3 separate regions of the Sus scrofa genome follow, and regions 2 and 3 are each linked to region 1. The links are chromatin contacts, called in public HiChIP or PLAC-seq maps. All regions are on one chromosome and are shown on one strand. The core of a region is the stretch at or near the end of the contact, and the rest is flanking DNA. Distances in the headings are between cores, read along the strand shown.

Region 1 (4,029 bases), core at 612-3,111:
TCCGGGAAAACAGTTATTGCCCAAACTATCGTCACTGAAGCACATACACAGTGAAGTTCAACACACAGGAACCTCCCGAGCCTCGGTAAGAACCAAGAGTACCCTGAGAAGCTCGGGAGCTATTGATTTGGGGGCCAATCACACTTCAGAAGTAGTATCCAAAAGTACAGCAGGAAGAGAATCCAACTGGAGCTCCTGGGGAGCTTTTCCCTATTTAACCATCTCTGAAACTAACCATTCTGAAGCACCAGGGCTCATTACTCCAGGAAACGTTTGCAACTTAACGAATCTTCAACCACTCCTCCCCTGAAAAAAATTACAATACACTTCCAGGTCACTGTCTCAGCCCAAATGACTCTAAATACACAGACCTTTCTAAAGACACTCGCCCAAAGCCAGGACTGAAAACACTCATTTACCTTCCTAATGGTATATAAATATTTAAAACATCAAACCTAATAATAGCCATTAATTTCTAAGCTGATTCTTCGTGCCAGGCACCATTTGTAGCTGCTTTACACGTATTAACTCATTTACTCCTGGCAAACTCAGGAGGCAGACACAGTTACAGAAGCAGCAGTGAAGAAAGTGATGAAGCCAAGATGTGAAACCAGGCAGTCTAACTCGAGAGCAAAGAGAGCGCAGGCACCAGCACCACTTAGGAGACTCCAGCGGCTGGAAACCTGGACTCGCTTTCCCACTGGCTGCCTACCTGCAACTTGACCTTGAGGACAAAACCCAAGTAAGCCTCCCGTTCACAAAATACGACAAGAGCCTCGTTAACAAGTGCGGCGAGGACGAAAGTGCCCCTCCCATAAAAGCAAAATATAAACAAAGCTCGACCCGACCCACGGAGAAAGTAAGAATCGAGAGCACTGCACGAAGCTCTGAGGCTGAGACGTCAGGACACACAGGGACCTCCAAGGACTCGCTCGGTCTACGCACAACCAAGGGTCCAAGTTGTGCCGAGAGCAGGCGGGACGGAGGAGGAAACCCCTCCAAGTTAACGGCGAGAGAGCTTCTTTAAGAGGGAGGTTCTTGCTGCCGAAAGAAGGACCACCCCCCAGCCCCCCGCAAGCTCATATTCGCCAGGGAGACCTTCGCGACCAGGTCTACGCTGGAGTCGCAGCACCGGAGTGGAAAAAAAATCGCTCGGAAGGAGATTTAAATACTCCGGGCCCGGCTCTGCGTATTCCGATGACTCTGCGGCGAAGGAGCAGAAACCCACAGAACTTGTTTCCCGGAGAGCGGAGTCCAACAATGGCCTTCGCGAGGCTCCGGCGAGCGGCCGCCTTAACTTGACACGCTCCGGGGCCCGCGCCCAGCGAAGTTCTCCGGGGCCGGCGGGCGGCGCTCGGGGCCGCCGGCCGGGGCGGAGCGGGCCCCGCCGGGCTAGGGGCGCGCCCGGTCGCCGCCGCGCCAGGCCGCGGACGTCCGCGCGGGCGCAAAGTTCGCCGCCGGGCCCTCGTCCCGCCTCGGCGCCCGGCCCGGCGCGGCCCCCGCGGCCCGCAGCGGGCGAGCCGGGCGGCTGACAGGCGCGGGCGGGGACGGCCCCGGAGCCGGGGCGCCGCGCCTCCCCGGCCGCGGAGCGGCGAATTCCGGGGGGGAGGGGAGGGGGCCGGGACGCTCCCTCCCCGCGCCGCCGAGGCCGGGCGGAGGGGCCGCCCCGCCGCCCGCGCGCCGCGCACCCCGCGCGACGGCCCGCTCCGCCGCCCCCTCCCCCTCATTACCTGGAGGTGCCCGCGACTCGCCGCTAGTTGCGCTCAGGCGGGAAACGCGCTCACCGACACCATCAGCGAAGCGCCCAAAATGGCGGACGTATCAAGCAGGCCTTGAGTTCCCCCCGCCCTCCCTCCGGCCGCCTCACGGCCAATCATGGCCCTGGCCCCGCCCCCAGTCCCGCGCTCATTGGCCTCCCTCTCCCGCCCCCTGTAACCTATTGGATCACCCTGCGGCCCCGTTGCACGCACGCCGATTGGCTGGCAGACCTCGTCAGTCAAGCGAGAGGGGCTCATCCTTTTCCCATGGACTTGACGGTTCCGGAACCTCTAGGACCCGGGAGTCTGGAGAAACAAATCAGAAACCGAGAGAAACCTGGCTGGGTCCCCCTACGCCGTAGCAACAGCAGGGCCTCCGCTTGACCGACGCTTCGGACCACCAATCCGATAGCCAATGCTTTTTAAAACTAAAATGAGCCAAACCAATCATGGCCATAGAGATGGGAACTGCAAGGGAACCAATGGGGTACCAAGACCGGAGGGCGGGCAGGCGGGCCCGAGGGCCTGAAGGAAACCGGTGATGACGTGAGCCACAATGTGTTTCGGCGGCGGAAATTAGCCAGGGTTGGGGAATTAGCTCAAGTGGTAGAGCGCTCGCTTAGCATGTGAGAGGTAGCGGGATCGATGCCCGCATTCTCCACTGTAGACTTTTAGAAGGGGGGTGTGGGACTTTCCTGGTCAAAGTCACGCTCCTTTCCCTGGGTGCCCGCACTGGGAGTCTATCAGAGTGAAGGTGGGGAGTCCCATACAGCTTACGCCGACTCCCCAGCCTCCGCGAGGGACCAGATTGCGGGAAGATAGGAGTCCTCGTTTTGCCTTGCGGAAGGATTGACACGCGAGCTTCTCCCAAAATTCTCCTCTGGCGCCCTGCCACTCCCCGCCCTCCCCGAGACAGCCCACTCAGCCATCTCCCCCCGCCCCCTGCTCCTAAAGAGAGCCACCCCAGAGAGAGCCGACGCTTGGAGATGCGGCCTCCTTCCTAAAAGCCGGCAAAACGCCGTGTATGGTCACGTGTAAATCAACTGCATGCGGTGGGGGGAGGCTTGCGGGGCCCGCTGCGGGGGAGAGAGTGCTAGGGGCACTAGTGCTCGTGGGCAGCCCTAGTGTGCACTTAGTCTATGCCCAGCCTGCGGGGGTGCGTGGGGAGCAGAGGGTCCCGGCTCTGACGTCAGACTCCTCCAGTCACAGAGTGGTGGGGTCTTCCTGAGCCGGAGGCAATCCGACCCTCAGGACAGCGAGAGCAGAGCTCTGCGCTAACTCCCGGAGACCTGAGACCCCAAGGTGGGGCCTTGGAACAGGTTGGGTTGTTCTGAGAGAGACACGGGGCGGGAGAGGAAGTGTCCGAAGTGACCGGGTCTCCGGGCCTTGAGACCAGTGCCACCCTGCCTAGGGGGAAATCACCAGCACCGGTGCTCAGGGGAGAGTCAGAATGAGGGCTCGGGGCAGGGAGGTCTGCCTGCCAGCAGGTCTCTCCCGTGACACTGGCTTGGGCAGAGATGGCCTCTCAGGCCCAAGGAGGGGAGGCAGGGAGTTCCTGTTGTAGCTCAGGGGCCTAAGAATCCGACTAGGATGCATGACACTGGTTCTATTCCTGGCCTCACTCAGTGGGTTAAGGATCTGGTGTGGCTGTGGCTGTGGCATACACTGGCAGCCCCTTGTCTGGAAACTTCCACATGCTGTAGGTGAGGCCCTAAAAAGACTAAAAATAGGGAGGGGAGACAGGCTCCCTGTGGGGCTTCCCCAGAGGACCTCCCAGGCCTGAGACATGTGACAGAGCTTGGCCACTGGGGGTAGCGGATGGCCACACCAGCAGTTTTGGCCACTGGGCTGCCTTCCAGACGCAGTTCTCTGCACCCCACTTGCCCAGGCCGGAGGCTCCCTCCACCCCACCGACTCAGGTTCTCTGAGCGCCGAAGCCAAAGGCAGAGAAAATGGGAGCCCAGCTGGAATTGGGTGGACAGGCCCCTCCCCCAGCTCACTCCTTCCGCAGAGCCTGTGGCTAGAGGCAGAAGTTCTGGAAGGAGTTCGTTGCTGGTAGTCCCAGAACAGGAGCATCACCCCATTTATGTGTTAGGTAACTGAGACCCTGAAAGCATTCAGACCTCGGCTGTGGCCCACACTGGCTGAGTGACCTCAGCTGGGCGACCTGAGCTCCCTGGCTGTCCAGGTCTTATCTGTAAAGTGCTGGTGATCTACCAACTTGTGTCCATCCTGTAAAGGGTACTGGGCCTCTAGGGAGGCAGCCACCAGG
Region 2 (4,029 bases), core at 811-3,310, 160 kb after region 1:
CTTCCTTCCTTCCTCCCTTTCTCCTTCCCTCCCTTTCTTTCTCTCTCTCTCCCCAAAACCCATTTTCTAGCAACACTCTACACTGGGGCTTTCTTTACAAGCATTTTCTGAAAAGGACCAGGCAGTAAATACTTCAGGTTTTTGTGGGCCGCAGGGTCTCTGCTCCAACTATTCAATTCTGCCCTTGCAGTGCAAAAGCAGCCACACAATACATAACCAAGAGGCACAGATGTATTCCAATAAAACTTTACTAGAAAAACAGACAGAGGGTCAGCAGATCCTGGCCGTAGACTCTGAGCTCCTTGAAAAGGAGAGCTTGTCTCATCTTTGTAATTTCAGCCTCAGCAGTAAAAACTGTCCCGATTTTACCAAAGAGGAAATAAAAGCACAGAAACTGATTTTGAGGAAGCCGAGCATAGAACCACAACTGGCTGTTTGGGTATATTTTCATTTGTGAATTGAACAGATACTGACTGCGCTTCTCATGTTAGAGCTGAGCTTGTTGTGAAAATTAAAGCAAACCCAAAGCAAAAGGATCTTGTCTTCACAAACTCTCCCACCTGGCTGGCCTCTCAGCAAACCTATCCCTTACAGGGTAAGGGCTACACCGCCTGAAACCATGAGATTGAACTGGATGTGATAGGTCTGTTGTTGCTGTTGTCTTTTCTAGGGCCACACCCAGGCCTATGGAGGTTCCCAAGCTAGGGGTCTAATTAGAGCTGTAGCTGCCAGCCTACGCCAGGGCCACTGCAATTCGGGACCCGAGCTGCATCTACTACCTACATCACAGCTCACGGCAACGCTGGATCCTTAACCCACTGGGCGAGGCCAGGGAATCTATCTGAACCCGCAACTGAGCCAAGACAGGAATTCCTGGATGTGACACTTCTTTTTTTTTTTTTGTCTTTTGTCTTTTTGTTGTTGTTGTTGTTGTGGTTGTTGCTATTTCTTGGGCCGCTCCCTCGGCATATGGAGGTTCCCAGGCTAGGGGTTGAATCGGAGCTGCAGCCACCGGCCTACGCCAGAGCCACAGCAACGCGGGGTCCGAGCCGCGTCTGCGGCCTGCACCACAGCTCACGGCAACGCCGGATCCTTAACCCACTGAGCAAGGGCAGGGACCGAACCCGCAACCTCATGGTTCCTAGTCGGATTCGTTAACCACTGAGCCAAGACAGGAATTCCTGGATGTGACACTTCTAAAGTGAGTTTCAGGTGCTCCCAGAGCTCAGAGCTGGGGAGCTGATCCCATCTTTGCACCCTCACTTTTCTGGGTCTGGCTTAGTTTCTTAGCCCAGGACCCCAAGACGAGTTTTTTATAAGACAAGTTTTTTATAACTGTCTGAAAATAAAGCCTTTTGGATTATTCCCTTTGAGATGGTCTTTCACAGACAGGCTCTGGTTTGGACTTGGGGGGACTGGAGAAAGTTTTAGACTCGGGTACAATCACAAAACTTGTAACTTACGAAGCTACTTCGAACGAAGGTCAAGTCCCATACGCTTTCCTCTACACTGTTTTGCTCCAGTTATTCCACGTCTCACAATCTCAAAACATCTCGAGAGGCTCAGTTTCAGGGTCTGTAAAACCGGGGCTAAGCGCCTCACAGCAGTTAAATCACAGAACCAAGCCCAGCGCTTGGCACGTTGTAGGCGCTCGAAACACGCCGGCCGCGGTCTCGACTGTTACTTGCTTCTGGGATCCCCGGCGCCTGCCCCCGGGGCTGTGGATGGAGTCTAGAGAGGGCGGGCACGTCGCAGGGTCCCCCCCCTCGGGTGACCTGCACGCCAACGTCATAGGTCTGGGCTCACCCAGCCCAGCCGTGGCACCTCGGTCCCCACAGGGCGGGGTCCACAGTCCCAGCGGAGCCCAAGCACCACCACTTCCGCCAGCGATCGGTCCGAAACTGCCGCTTCCGGCCCGCGCGGGACTTCGCCCGAGCCGCCCCGCGGTGGGCGGAGCCCTGACGCGGCCACGCCCCTCGCTTCCGGCTCGAATCCGGCAGCACCAGGAGCCGCCGGGCTGTTCTGAGCGTCAGCCGAGGCTGCCCCGCCCTCCAGGACCCGCCCTCTCGTGACGTCATCTCCGGGGCGGTCCGGGCGGGGCCGGAGCCCTGGCGGCTGCTCTGAGCTGTCCTGGCTCTCGGTCGTGCTGCTCCACTGCTGGCCACGTCCCCACACCGACCGCGGGCGCTTCCCCGCCGCCCGAGGGCCGCCGGGCCGCCGCAGGCCTGCCGCGCCCGGGTAAGGGGCCTGCTCTGCCGTCCGGGGAGCTGTTGTCACCGCTGCCTGAACCGGCTTGGGGCTGAGAGAGGGAGGTGGGGGACAGGAGGAGGGGTGTATAGGGGCACGGGAGGCAGAGGAGGGGACCTTCGGGCACGGGAGGCATAGTAGGGGCATGGGGGCCCGGGAGGCAGAGGAGGGGACCTTCGGGCACGGAAGCAGAGGAGGGGACCTTCGGGCACGGGAGGCAGAGGAGGGGGCATGGGGGCCCAGGAGGCAGAGGAGGGGACCTTCAAGCACGGGAGGCATAGTAGGGGGCATGGGGGCACGGGAGGCAGAGGAGGGCATCTTCGGGCACAGGAGGCAGAGAAGGGGACAAGGGAAAAAATGAATGGGGACACTGCAAGCTGGTGAGGATTGGAGGTGAGAAGTAGGAGGAGAGGAAGGAATAGGAGTCAGTTGGGGACCGAGACTCCCAAGGAGGATGGATGGGAGCCCAAGGAGGCAGGAGAAGGGCTTACGGGGACCCCAAGCCAGAGAAGAGGCTGGGTGAGTTCAGTTTGGGACAGAGGAGGGGAAAGTCGGGACGCTGCCATATGGGTGGGGAGACAAACAGTCTTGCCGGCCAAGGTTGGGCCCCAGGAAGTGTTATGCTCAAAGAGAGTTGGCCCTTTTGGCAAGCCAGGCGTTCTCTACCTGGAAGGGGGTCGTGCATTTCCATCTACCTGCCTGCCTCCCCCATGTGAGTCTGGGCACCTATGTAGTGGGTGCAGTTAGCTGTTAGGAGTCAGCATCCACATAGTTGGCCATAAAACGTAAATTTCTACTTAGACATCTGCCTCGACGATAAACTTTCTTTTCCCCTCCCTGGAGGAAGCATCTCGAAAATTTCAATCCAGATTTTCTCCTTACATGCTAGACTTGCCTGACGGACAGAGGAATGTCAGATTTACCCACACAGCCCGCAAGAAGTAGGCTCTTGCTCAGAGCATTTAGCCTGATACCAAAACTTGCAGAAACCTGGAAGGAAGCAGTGTAATTAAGATGTTATCTAGTGCGCCAGATTCCCATCTGCCACAGAGACACATCCTTTGGACCACAGGACAATGTCTATATGCACAAAACCACAAGCCTGTGTTCCTTGGGTTCTGATACCAAAGTTCAGCCAGGTGACGTGTCAAGACAGGTATCTGTGGTCTGCCCTGTATTTGTTTCCGCAATCCCTGCTCCTTGGTGTGTTTAGTTTCCCCAGCTTGGGGTAGCAGCTGGGGCCACATTGCTGCTGATCAGTAAGTTCCTAGTGTGATGGAATGGGTGGGGGGGGCGGGTAACGCCTGAGTTGGGCCCAAGAACCTGTGTAAGCCAGAAAAAGGAATTAGGCAGCTTAGAGTCTATGTCATGTAACTTGCACGCAGCACCCTGTGTATAACAGTTTCATAAAAGTTAAAAATCAAGCCAAGATTGGGAACACGAGAAATCAGAGACAGGAGGTGTTGAGACTTAGCACAACATCAAGGACCAGAGAAGGATCGGGAAGTTGGCACCCCGGGGGCCCATTATGTGGGTGCCTTTCCAAGAGAATGTTGCCTGGCCTGTGGGGGCGCTGCCCCCTGAACAAGAGGAACTCCCAGCATGGCCTGCCCTCCTGTCTTCCACCTGCCTTGCTCTCCTCGAGACTAACTGAGCCCTTCTGGCCCAGAGGTCCCTTGCCTTTTCACCTGCTGTAGTCTGAGACCTTGATAATAACTGGCCAGACCCTTATGGAAGGCTCACTAAAGCCTCTGCAGGGGAAACTATCATTCTAAGTCTATG
Region 3 (4,029 bases), core at 478-2,977, 130 kb after region 1:
CAGCTGCCGGCTGAGAAACCCCACCTTTAAGACAAACATCTTCCCCCCAAAAAAACCCTTTTGCCTCCGTGATCCAGGCATTTCCAGAAGGAGAAGCGGCAGCGGGGCCTGAAGTACCCAGATACTGTCACTGTTTTGTCGTCACCTTGTTTTGCTAGTATCGGAGGGGCCAAGAATGTAAACACTTCTGAGCCAGGCAAATTTGGGGGTGAGAGTGCCAAGAGTCTCCCAGCTCGGGCTGGGGGGCAGGAGGACTTAAGGCGACCATCCCTCTCGGCCCCCCCAAACTTCAGTGGTAGGGCTGCAGAGCGGGGAACGTGACCTCAGAGCCAGGCCAGGCCAGCTCCCTGCAGTGTCCCCCCTGGAAATATTCAGGGAGACAGCTGTTTGCTTTAAAGAGGCCCAAACAAAGGGCCCCGAGCCCCCCACCCTACCCCCAACGGCCACCAGCAGAACAGCAGCCTGGAGAGCGCAGGTCTCCCGTGTCCACTTGGCCGGCCACACTCCAGCAAAGCAAAACACTCACGTCGGAAGAGCATGATTTAGGTAGCAAGAGGCTTGCTTCAAAAACCACATGGCAATCTCCAAATTAAAAGAACATGTGTAGCTTTTCACAAGGCGCTTAGTTTCCTGAGTCCTCCTGACCTCAACTCCACCCCTTGGGACACACCAAAAGTTGGACAGAAAGGTCCTCAGTCCCCGATTTCCCAAAGGCTGTGTACAGCCGAGGCCCCACGCCGCGCGCTGGGACCACGTCACCCCGCGCGGCGGCCCCACGCAGCCGGCCCCCGACCGGGGTGGGCACCGGCTGCGTGTCCCTGGGGCCTCAGCGGCCAGACGGGTCGTCCGGACACCTGGCAGGTGTCAGTCCGCTGGGAAACCGACAGCAACGCAGCTGAAAGGGGCAGCGGCACAGGCCAGGCCGCCCCGCGCCGGACTCAGAACTTTCTCTGCAACTTCAATCAGTTCCCGGAGCTCGCAGGCCGGCCGCGCGGCCATCGGAAACAGGCTCGGGAAAGAGTTCCCGACGCAGCGCGGCGAGGCCTGCCTCTGGGCCGAAAGTCCCCGCTCCGTGCCCGCCCGCGGGCCGGGCTCCGCACGGTCCCCGCACGGCCTCGCCCGGCCCACTTCGGGCGGCCGCGCTTCCGAGCGCGCCCCGGGGCCCGGGCAGGTGAGGACCCGCCCGCGCCGCACCTGGCGGGGTCGGCGCCGCCCGCGCGCCGTCCTCGCCGGCCCGGGCCGCGGCACGGGGCCCGGCGTCCCCGGGAGGGGCCCGGGCGGGCGAGACAAAGGGCCCGCGCGCGGCCCCCGGGCGGCAGGCACAGCGGGAGGCGGCGGGGACCCGTGGCGCGCGCCCCAACTCGCCCCCAACTTGCAAAGTCGCTTCCGCGGCGGCGCCGCGCACTTGGCCGCGGGGCCGGCCAGCCGCCCGGGCGCCCGGGCCATTGTCCCTCCGGCCCGCGCCCACCTACCCGCGGCGGGGGCCAAGCTGCAGCAGAGCGCGAGCAGCAGCAGCAGCGGCGGCGGCGGCGGGGGCGGCCGGGGCGGCGCCGCCTCCATGTTGTCCGGAGCCGGACGGGCCCGCGCCGCGCTCACTCGGGCTCCATGGCGCGGCGGCCGCGGCTCCTCGCGCGGCTCCCGGCGCCTGCCGCCTCCCCCCTCGGGCGCCGCGGACCAGGACGACGGGGGAGGAGGGAGGAGGCGCGGGAGCGGAAGCCGCGCCGCGTCTCCGCCCCCCGCCGCCGCCGCCGCCCGCCCGCGCCCCCCGCGCCGGCCGCGCCCTCCCGCGGGCGCCCCCCGCAGCCCGCCCGCGGCCCGGCGGCCGCCGCGCGCCGGCCCCGCGGCGCTGCCCGCGCCCCCTGCCCCCGGAGGCGGGCGCCGGGGCTCCGCGGGGACGCGAGGTCGGGCGCCCGGTTCCACCCCGCGGGGCCCCGGGGCTGATGGAGCCCCGGAAGCAGGTGTGTCACCTGCAGAGCGGCGGGCGCGGACTTGACCGATGGGGAAACTGAGGCACGGGGGCGGGGCTGCGAAGGGGGCTGCCCCAGGGCACTTGGTGCGGCACTTTCGGGGTTGCAAGCCAGGGCCCCGAGCCAGGTCTGCGCGCTTTCCCGCGACCGCAGCTGCCCCAGCGGGGTCCGGGCGGAACGGGCCCCGTGACACCTGTTGTCACAGGGGAGAGCAGAGAAGGGCGACCGGGAGTCCGCGCTGGGCAGGGACAGCGGCACGGGCGGGCAGTAGGGAGGATTTGAGGTTTGCTGTTTAAACCAGCTGAAAACCCTCTGCATTCCTTGTACCTGAATGAAGCCTGAGCGGCAAATACGCCGTTCTTCCCATGTGCTTGCAGGCGGCCTCTAGGATCGCAGACCTTACCTGCGATTCATTCAACAAGCTGGCACTGAGCACACCCCTCCCCCACCCCACCTACCCCCACTTCACCCCCTCCTCCCTTCCCCCCCCACACCCCACGCTCTGTGCCCACCTGAGCTTCAGGGCCCAGGAAGGGCTGGGAAGGGGCAGCACACGCTCTGGAATCCACAGGCCCAAGGTCAGACTCGGGTCCTACCGCTTCCTAGAATCAGGTGTGCCTTGGGCAGGTCCAAATGTAACCTCTGCCGGGACACTTTCCTTCCTTATAAAATCGGGGGAGCGATGCTTACCTTGCAGGTGCCCGGAGAAATAACGGTAACTCCTGGGAAGAGCACAGTCCATGGGTGCATGCGTTCTTCATATAGGTGTGACACCTTGTAGGACAAAGCTAGTGGTCAGGCAGAATGTCTCTGTCCTATGGGGTTTAGATCCTAGGGAAGGAGACAAAAACAAGAAAATAGATACATTTAAAACCAAAACCAACACCCAACACACCATTAACATATTAAGGAGGGCCATGAAAAAGGAGGGGTGCTGTGCTGCAAGGTCTGGGGAATTCTGACTTAGGGAGGCGGGGACGGTTGGGGCAGGAGCAGGCAGAGGCGGATGGAGCAGCAGGAGAAGCCAGCCGGGGCCAGTGCATGTCAGACCTGGAGAAAGACTCCAGAGTTTATCCCAAGACAGTGGGACGCCTTTTAGGAGTTTAAGCAGCACAAGCTTTGCTGCGTCCTCTCTTCCACCCTCTGCCCAGCCCCAGCTGCACCTCCTCTTGACTCTACATTCAAAATGGAGGCAAACTCTTAAGACTTCTTATACCTCCCATATCACCACTCCGGCTTGGGTCACGTCAGCCCCCGATGGTCTCCTGCTTCCATCCTTGACCCCCTTCAGCCCCAACTCACAGCCGCCAGCGTGAGCCTGTCCAAACAAGTCAGCTCACATCCCTCCTCTGCTCAGGAACCTGCTATGGCTCCCACACCAATCAGAATAGAAACCGATGTCCAGCAGAAATTAACACAACATTCTAAATCGACTATACTTCCATGAAATTTTTGTTTCTTTTTAGGGCCACACCCACAGCATATAGAAGGTCCCAGGCTAGGGGTGAAATCAGAGCTACAGCTGCCAGCCTACACCACAGCCACACATGGGATCCGAGCCGCATCTGCTACTTAACACCATAGCTCTCGGCAACGCTGGATCCCCAGCCAACAGAGCAAGGCCAGGGTTGGAATCTGCATCCTCGTGGATACTGGTCAGGTTCGTTTCTGCTGCACCACAATGGGAACTCCAAAATAAATTAAAAAAAAAAAAAAAAAAAAGAATAGGAGTTGAACTCTGGACCACTGAACTCTGGACCACTGACGTAACGAATGTCCCTCTAGCAGAGTCCCGATGGTGGGGCCACCCTGGGCCCCCTTCCTCTCATCCCCACCGCCAGAGCCCTTAAGGAATCCCACTAGGTCTTCCTGAAGCATCCTGAATCCAGCAAAATAAATTTAAAAAAAAAAAAAAAAAAAGAATAGGAGTTCCCATTGTGGTGCAGCAGAAACGAACCTGACCAGTATCCACGAGGACACCGGTTCGATCCCTGGCCTCACTCCGTGGGTTAAGGATCCGGTGTTGCCCTGAGCTGTGGTGTAGGTCGCAGACATGGTTCAG

The links. HiChIP or PLAC-seq counts read pairs in DNA pulled down with a chosen protein or histone mark.
Region 2: an H3K27ac HiChIP or PLAC-seq map of alveolar macrophages shows a contact between it and region 1. The contact joins the promoter of C2H11orf24 here to the promoter of PPP6R3 in region 1. A contact is called at or near these places in 2 of 5 promoter capture datasets (fetal liver and fetal skeletal muscle), 10 of 47 Hi-C or Micro-C datasets (alveolar macrophages, brain, embryonic fibroblasts and 6 more) and 2 of 2 datasets of contacts at active chromatin or transcription factors (alveolar macrophages and skeletal muscle).
Region 3: a contact with region 1 is called in an H3K27ac HiChIP or PLAC-seq map of alveolar macrophages. The contact joins the promoter of LRP5 here to the promoter of PPP6R3 in region 1. A contact is called at or near these places in 5 of 47 Hi-C or Micro-C datasets (heart right ventricle, liver and skeletal muscle) and 1 of 2 datasets of contacts at active chromatin or transcription factors (alveolar macrophages).

Annotation. Positions count from the first base shown.
Region 1 is chr2:4,521,560-4,525,588 of Sscrofa11.1, forward strand. PPP6R3 (serine/threonine-protein phosphatase 6 regulatory subunit 3) reads right to left here and starts at 1,862. Exons shown (of 26, transcript XM_021082696.1): 1 at 1,731-1,862. TRNAA-AGC (a tRNA gene) reads left to right here and starts at 2,346; the gene lies at 2,346-2,418.
Region 2 is chr2:4,680,144-4,684,172 of Sscrofa11.1, forward strand. It overlaps C2H11orf24, which reads left to right and starts at 2,061. Exons shown (of 4, transcript XM_003480654.4): 1 at 2,061-2,238.
Region 3 is chr2:4,652,270-4,656,298 of Sscrofa11.1, forward strand. It overlaps LRP5 (low-density lipoprotein receptor-related protein 5), which reads right to left and starts at 1,728. Exons shown (of 23, transcript XM_021082719.1): 1 at 1,473-1,728. The coding sequence starts at 1,560.